2 separate regions of the Zea mays genome follow, and region 1 is linked to region 2. The links are chromatin contacts, called in public Hi-C maps. All regions are on one chromosome and are shown on one strand. The core of a region is the stretch at or near the end of the contact, and the rest is flanking DNA. Distances in the headings are between cores, read along the strand shown.

Evidence for each region. A called contact is a pair of places that touch in the nucleus more often than the background predicts.
Region 1: a Hi-C map of ear shows a contact between it and region 2, with 5 times the contacts expected there. The contact joins the promoter of LOC103634545 here to the promoter of LOC109943270 in region 2. A contact is called at or near these places in 3 of 25 Hi-C or Micro-C datasets (ear, leaf and tassel).

What each region holds. Positions count from the first base shown.
Region 1 is chr1:48,364,869-48,368,865 of Zm-B73-REFERENCE-NAM-5.0, reverse strand. It overlaps LOC103634545, which reads right to left and starts at 2,516. Exons shown (of 11, transcript XM_008656553.2): 1 at 2,215-2,516; 2 at 2,010-2,099; 3 at 1,821-1,925; 4 at 1,621-1,722; 5 at 1,292-1,376; 6 at 1-31. The coding sequence starts at 2,313.
Region 2 is chr1:48,031,860-48,035,755 of Zm-B73-REFERENCE-NAM-5.0, reverse strand. It overlaps LOC109943270 (myb-related protein P-like), which reads left to right and starts at 2,394. Exons shown (of 3, transcript XM_035963470.1): 1 at 2,394-2,752; 2 at 2,878-3,007. The coding sequence starts at 2,620.

The sequences.
Region 1 (3,997 bases), core at 1,267-3,766, 330 kb before region 2:
TTCACCTTTTTTGCAACCTCATACTTCTCACCTAGTATTATATGTTAAATCAAGGTGTGAAATACTGAAATTCAACAGTACACAACAAAACTATCTAGTATCATGATATATGCATAGTCAAAGAAATAAATTACCAAAGACAGACACCTCATAGACATAATGATTATGTTGTTGGATTACTTCGCTCAAGTTTTCTTGGATGCTTCTTAATATCAAATAACATCTGGACATAAGTTACAAATTACCTCCAGTTCTATATCACAAATATACAAAGCATGGTTCATAAAGTTAACCTTTGTATGGTTCACATACAAATTAAACAGAAGAAATGTCCAAACTGTTATGGAACCAATGAATTCTACAACCAAAAACAAAGATGAGCTACAAATGTGCATTATGGACAAACTTAGAAACATAGCTCTACTACAAATTAGATTTTTTAGATAATGGTAACACACAGTACCGGCCATACTACAAATTAGATATAAGACACTTAACTAATGTTTAGAAACATTTATTTGAAAGAGCATTGTGCATCTTCACATTAAAGTAGATGAAACCAATATGAGCATAGCTTTGTTTAGTCCTGCACCGACTACCGAGTCCCCAGATACATACCCATGTGCAATGTGGAAGGCGTGGGTAGAAATCGATCTACCAAGTAGGGTATGGGTATACCCACATATTATCCAATTTTTACTTGATATATGTGAGCAGCTGAGCTCCATTGTTTCCTGAAGCTGGGACGATCTGTTTCTACATTTTCTTGGTCGCCTCGCCTATGCTGAAGTATATAAGTCAATCCCCCTTTCCCTATCAGCTTAACCTTACCTTTGGTTTGGGTTCGGGCGTGGGTGGGCAACACTGATGCATATCCCCATGCCACCCCCCCCCCACCCACCCCAAACCACCACACACACGCACACAAACAGCAGGCCTAGCTTTGCTAGACAAGTACATGGAACTAGTTATGAAGTTCCATGGGAGGAAACAGCATCAGGTAAATTGCTTGTTATAACAAAATTCAGCATAGTACCTGCTGCAGTGGTGAGAGTTGACTCACTAAGTCACCTGGTCATGGGTTCAAAGTAGCCTCTCCTTATTTGCAGAGGTATGGATTTATCCCTTCCCTAGACCCCACTCACGTGGAAGTCTCTGGCAGTGAATCTATCCTTTTTTATCTATATGTATTGCACGGTTTGATTGATAAAAGAAACAACACACCTTCAAATTTATAACAAGTTTTATCTATATGTATTGCACGATTTGACTGATAAAAGAAACAACGTACCTTCGAATTTATAACAAACAAGGTGAGTGACTGCATTTGCTATCAAAGGTTTTGAGAACCGTGCTCCCATCAAAGAAACCATTTTCTGCATCAAAACATTAGAAGAATCATGTCACAAGCACAATTACAGTACCCAAAAGATTCTGCGTGAACACAACACATTAGTTTCTTATTTGAATGTATAACAAATGCAAGTAACTTTTGCGTCTACTCCTTCCAGTTCCAAAAACGTGGCATTTTCAATCTATTTAAACTTTGGATGTGGAACTATCCTATTGCGTGAAATGGATACACTCGTAGCCATATAGATAAAACTGGGAGGGTGCTACCATCATGTCTTCGCGATAGCGTTTTTGGTAACCCGTCAAGCATATAAGCAACGATTGAGCACCCGGTATTCCCTTCAAATGTCTCATCGGCCAATACAAAACCTGGAAAAGACTGAACATAACGGGTCACAAAACTAAACCGTGGCTCTGATGAAGAAATAAGAGCACAAGTGCCCGAGCAATTAGCAGCAAAAGCCGACCCTATCGGCATCAGCAAGCACCCCGCGATCCAAGCTGTCCTCCACCCACAGCCCGCTGACGACCTTCTTCCCTTGCGCCCGCTCGGCCACGCACGTCGGGTCATCCTACGAAGAAGAACTAGATCAGAGCCCCGTCCCCCATCCAAGCTTGTCAAGACACAGAGGAACCAATTTGCAAACCAAACTCACGTAGATGCGGTTCCACACGACCACGTGTGTGCACCCGTTGCCCGACGGCCCGGCGTCGGTGCCGCCGCGCCGCACCATCTCCGACCGGTACTGCACACGGAACGACGGACGCAGTCGGAACTTTATCGGCCAGAACGTCGCAAACCGCAAATTTGGGCTGCGTAAGCAAATTGCAAGGACGAGGCGCGGGATGCCACGCACGCACCTGGGACGCGTCATAGGTGTTGAATCCGACCAGCATGAAGCGGACGCCGTCGAACAGGTGCTCGTCGCCGATGTCGTCGTCCGTGGCAGGTGAGGCCATAGCGGGCAGTGAAACAGCGGGATGCAGAGGGGAGACGGGTGTGGAATCGTTAGGATTTGGGATTGGAGATTGGGGATTGTTCTTGCTCGAGCTGCGCGCGCGGCACCGGAATGGGAAATCTCGAGAAGTCACTAGGTCAGGAGAGGGCGAGAGAAAAATCAAATGCGGATCTCTGTTTCGGAGGGAAATGAAACTAATCTTTCGCCCCGGGAGGTACCGTTTGGTAATGGGCCTTATTTTCCTTCTGTTCTTTGGACCGGTGGGCTCAGGGTCCGTTGGACCTTTAAAGAAAATATGACAACTGCATTTTAGGGGCAGAATTTTAATATCCAACATTCCAACCACATCATCCTTATAATCCAATCCATCAGGAGTATTTGGTTGCGCAAAGACATCGTTACCCTCGTTAGAGCAGCTCCCGTAGTTATATAAAACAAATTCCTAAATCAAAATTAGGAGAATTGGCATAAAAATATCTCTCCAACAAATTCTTAAAACAATTCTCTAAATTGATCAACTTCTAATCCAACCATATGTACTCTCAAAATATAGCTTTCTTTTTACCACTCCTGAACTAAAAAATCGCGCCAAATATTTCCTCGTCGGGCTGTGTCGCACCTTTTTTCCTCCTCGTCGCTGTCCCAGACGCGCCCATGCGTCTGGCTACCTCGCCGCCAAGTCTGGCTCCCCGCCGTTGCCGATTCCTGTTCTTGGCTGGTGTTCCTGTTCTGCACCGTACTGCCGCCGGTCCCTTCCCCGACACTTGCTCCCGTTTCCCAGCTAGGGATGGCAATGGGTGCCCGAAACCCAATAATCGATGGGTAAAAACCCTATTAGGGCACATGTATGGCGATTTTTTATACCCATGGGTATTTTATTATGTTATTTGTTACACACATCGGGTATGGTGGGAATGAGTATGTTCTCTCTTACCCCATACCCGCTATCCAATTAAAAACTCGCTAACATATGACATGTGGGGCCGGATTAAGGATGCCCTTAAGCTGCAACCTTTTTTCACGTCTTATATATTTAAATATTTAAATATTAAGTACTGTGTATTGAATAATTAGATAATTATCCTAATGTTTTGTGTTGTCGTTGAAAACTCTCTTTTGCTCCAAGAGTTTTGTACTATCAATGATATATTTTGTGTGATTTGATGGCATGATGTTGCCATTTAATATTGAATGATGTTGAACTTGTGATAAAATTATGTTGGGTTCGATGAAGGACTCACATAATGACTCTTAGAAGATTTTGGTTCCTCTACACGGATATCACAGTTAGCAACGTAGCCTACAGGAGCACCTTCAGAAGGACTCTCAGAAGGACCTTTAGATTGAGGAACTGATTCCTCTTCCACTTCAACTTCCACTTCTTCTATGTGTTCTACAAGTCAATTAGAAATACATCAATGCTTATGTAATGCCATGAAATGCAAATTCTCATAAGGAGATGTGGGGTAACACAACCAATTGAAGTTTAGGGTAAGCATATACATAAATCTACACACACAAAACTTGGTGAAGGTAACAAATTTGAATTTACTTGGACAGATCAGAGAACTAGCATATTTGAACTCACAAACTTTTCATATCATTAAGCTATGTTGTCTAACTTCTTTAAACATACACTTAACTAGGGTTTGGGGCTCCAATCCTTCCTTTTAAGCCAACAACAT
Region 2 (3,896 bases), core at 1,145-3,644:
CATATTTGATTTTATATATATATATGACGTCGAATGAGTGGGGCCCTCGAAGACGAGGGGCTCGGTGCGGCCGCCCCGTTCGCCCGCCCTCAGGGCCGGCGCTGCTTGTTACTGATGTAAAATGACCTAAGACCATTTGGGTACCTAAGAACAAGGCCTAAAATGTTTTGTAGGTTTATGCATCCAAAGGCTAATGCTGGGTAACGGGTGAGAAGAAGATGTTCTCATCCTATGAAAAGAACAATGACTCCTAAGATGCTATTACATTTGGGTATGGAAGTCAAGGTAAGGTAAAGGGTCATTAGATTAGTCTATTTCTAATGTATTCTTAGTTGATTCATTAGATTACAATTTGTTATCTGTCTCCCAATTGTACCAAATGGGCTAAAATTGTTTGTTTACTTATGTTGGTGTTAGAGTCTTTAGAAGGAGTGATGATTCAGTTGCTTTTAAGGGTGTGTTAAGGGAAAGCTTTGTCTAGTAGATTTCTCGAATGATAAAGTCAAACTTGTCGCATGATTAATAGCTAAAACCAATATGCGTTGGCTCTGGCATCGCCAACTTGCCATGTTGGGATGGAGAATTTTCATAAGCTTCTAAAGGGTGAACATGTTTTAGTAGTACTGACAAATGTTTGCTTTGGCAAATGTTGTCTCTCTCTCTCAGATAATAATAATGAATAAAAAAGTGAAGATTTTTTATTTCTGCTTATACTTGCGACGCTGTGGTAAAAAAAAACAGGCAACAAATCTTATAGGTCTTCCTTATCTAGAACCTACGACGCTGATATTTAACAGTCTGGTAGCCTCATTATATTGTGCATTACTGTGGGCTTGCAGGCATCATGCGCGAATAGTAAAGTAACGCGCGCAGGTACGTAGACGCCGCTTGGACGTACAGAAGCCGGGCGGCCATTTGCCCATTTCGATCAAACTACAGTAGGGCACCATTACGCGGCGGCAGGAAAATCACCGGACACCCGGCGTTACTCGTGGCTCACGATCGAGCCCGGCCATTGGCGCTGCCTCGCGCCTCGCCGGTGGCAGCAGAGAGCATCAGGACTGCTGTTAATGGCTGCATCACGACAACGAACGTGCCATCCTTGTGCCTGTATGTATAGCCATTAGCCAGCCAGCCAGCCACTCTCAGCCAGGGCATGTGTAGTGCCGGACCAGCGCTCCGTACTAATAATGGGTCGATACGGATCGGACTGAGTTCTTAAAAAGAAAAAACGACCGTAAAACATGGTTTGCGGACGTTATTTATAGTGGAATTACCGGAATAAGTACTAAGGTCTAGGGCCTAGTGGAATAAGTAAGCCGTCCTAAACAGTGTCGGGGCAGATCAAGTTCGGGCGGCTCTTTTGGCCATACGGCTCCGGATCAGCAGGCGTGCATGCGCGTGATTGGCTCCTCGGATTACCTCTGTCCTGCGGCCTGGGCGTCACAACCAAGGCGGTCTGGTCACTCGTCGAGGCTCTGCTGTCCGCCCACGTGCCTCACGCTAACACGCACGCTATGTTGTATTTTATGGTTTTGGTCCGGTGCATGAGTGGTGACTGATGATAGATTTGACTGCAAGAAAAGGCTGCAAAGCGGCCATCCTATTGGCGCGCAAGCGAATGTCATATTTTTTGTGACGTTGATCCCTCCTAGACAGACGTGCAATGCAGGGGGAGAATCTTGGAGGACGAGGGATGGCAATGAGAAATAACCACGGGATATTACTACTTCATACTCATATGCACGACACAAAAATAACCCAATCAGCTAGAATATTTAGCTCATATACATAACCTAATAAAGTAAATATCAATCGCCGGGTATCCATTGCCATCTCTTCACGAGGGGAGGGGAGGCAAAGAAAATCATTAGGGGCGGCCTCGCTCGAGGTAGGTAGGCCATGGCTGCGTGCGCACAATTTGCTGGCCGCCAGGGCACGGCAGGACAAGGAGGAAAACCAAATCTTGCTTAAAAGTAAACCTGACTAACAGGAGATGTAATGCGCGCGCCGGCGGGTGGGTTGCTCGCGGACAGGACGGTGGTGCGGCGCAAGGTGCGGCCTTGCGCCACGGCGCCCACTTTGCGGGCCACGTGCCCGCGCCAGCAGCCGCACGTACGGCCGCCGCGCCGGCCCTCGGCCCGCTAGCTGCTCTGCTCTGCTCGCTCCGTTCCCTTCCCCCCAGTCCCACGTAACGGCCAGGTCGGTCCGTAACGTGCACTCTACTAAGCGCTAGTGTACGTACGTACTCCGTCCGCTGCTATATTATGGCCGGCCGTGGCGTGCCCTCTATAGCCAGCACGGCACACACACTGGAAAGTGCAAGCTGTAGTGAGACCTGTGCGACTGCCAGCGTGTGTCCGCGCGGCAAGGAGCGTAGCGCGCGGTCGTCGGCCCGCACGGCCACCAACTCCCTTGGACGCACGCGCGCGCGCGACCAGCTGCTAACCGTGCGCAAGTAGTAGTGCGACTTCGCCGCCGGCCGGGATCGCTAGCTCGATCGATCGGCGGGACCACATACGACTCCGGTGTGGCCAGCGGCGGCCGGGCCGGGGAACGCACGTGCTGCGAGCGAGCGAGGGCAGACGCTAGCTGTTGCCGGGAGCTAGCCGGCGCGCGATGGGGAGGGCGCCGTGCTGCGAGAAGGTGGGGCTCAAGCGAGGGAGGTGGACGGCGGAGGAGGACCAGTTACTTGCCAACTACATTGCGGAGCACGGCGAGGGGTCCTGGAGGTCGCTGCCCAAGAATGCAGGTAACCAAAGCCGGCCGCGCGCCATGCATCGCCACGTACTATACCATCAATCTCCGATCCATGCATATATGAGCTTGCTTCTTCGTCGCCGTCGTCGTTCTTAGCTAGTTAGGACGCGCATGCAGGCCTGCTCCGGTGCGGCAAGAGCTGCCGGCTCCGGTGGATCAACTACCTTCGGGCGGACGTCAAGAGGGGGAACATCTCCAAGGAGGAAGAAGACATCATCATCAAGCTCCACGCCACCCTCGGGAACAGGTAACAATAAGCGCGCCCTAATCTCAACGCTGATCGAGTGTGCATCTGACTAGAGAGTAGTACTACTTCCTTCCTTGATGCATGGGAGTCAATGCACGCAGTCCCGAAAAGCTTGGTAGTACTTCCTCCTTCACACGAAGAACGGAAATCTAGTCCAACAATATCAACTTTGATCAAGGCATGCGTATATATAAGAAACTTCCATAAATATATAAATGTTCATAGTACTATAAATATAGTTGATTGAGAGATTTTTCTTAAATTGTGAGGTACCATGCATGTATACTTATATATACTACTTAAACGCTTCTCTCGACGTACAAATTTGGGGAAAAGGATCTCTGGCAGAAGACTAGAACCGTCAGCACAGACAATAAAGGGCTACTCCGATGAAAATCTCGTTTTCATTCATAGGAGTATAGAGCAGTGTAGTAACAATTGCCTGCTCTATATGCTCTCTCAATTACTGAAATATTAGAGCAAATATAACAAGAGGATATAAGCCGGCTAAATATTAAGATTGATGAGAGAGAATATGAGAGAGAGCAGAATCGGACTGCAAACTTAAAGCCGGGGCTTAGACAAACAACTAAAAACTTTTTTTGTGAGAATGACATGCAAATCATAAATTAATAGTGAAGAGCTAACTATTGCATGAATAGGCTAAGTAGTAGGCTATAAGGTTCCTTAATCCTTACGACCAGCGGTTGGCTATATTATTAAACTTGATCTTATAATTTCAATGGCTGCCCCGATCGGTTGAGAGTTAAGACACCGTATACCATACACGTACACAGTACTAAATAAAGAATTAAATGATGTAGGGGCACACGCTGCTGGAATAGAGGCGCGCGCAGCAATAGTGTAGGCTAATGTCCTTTTTTCTATG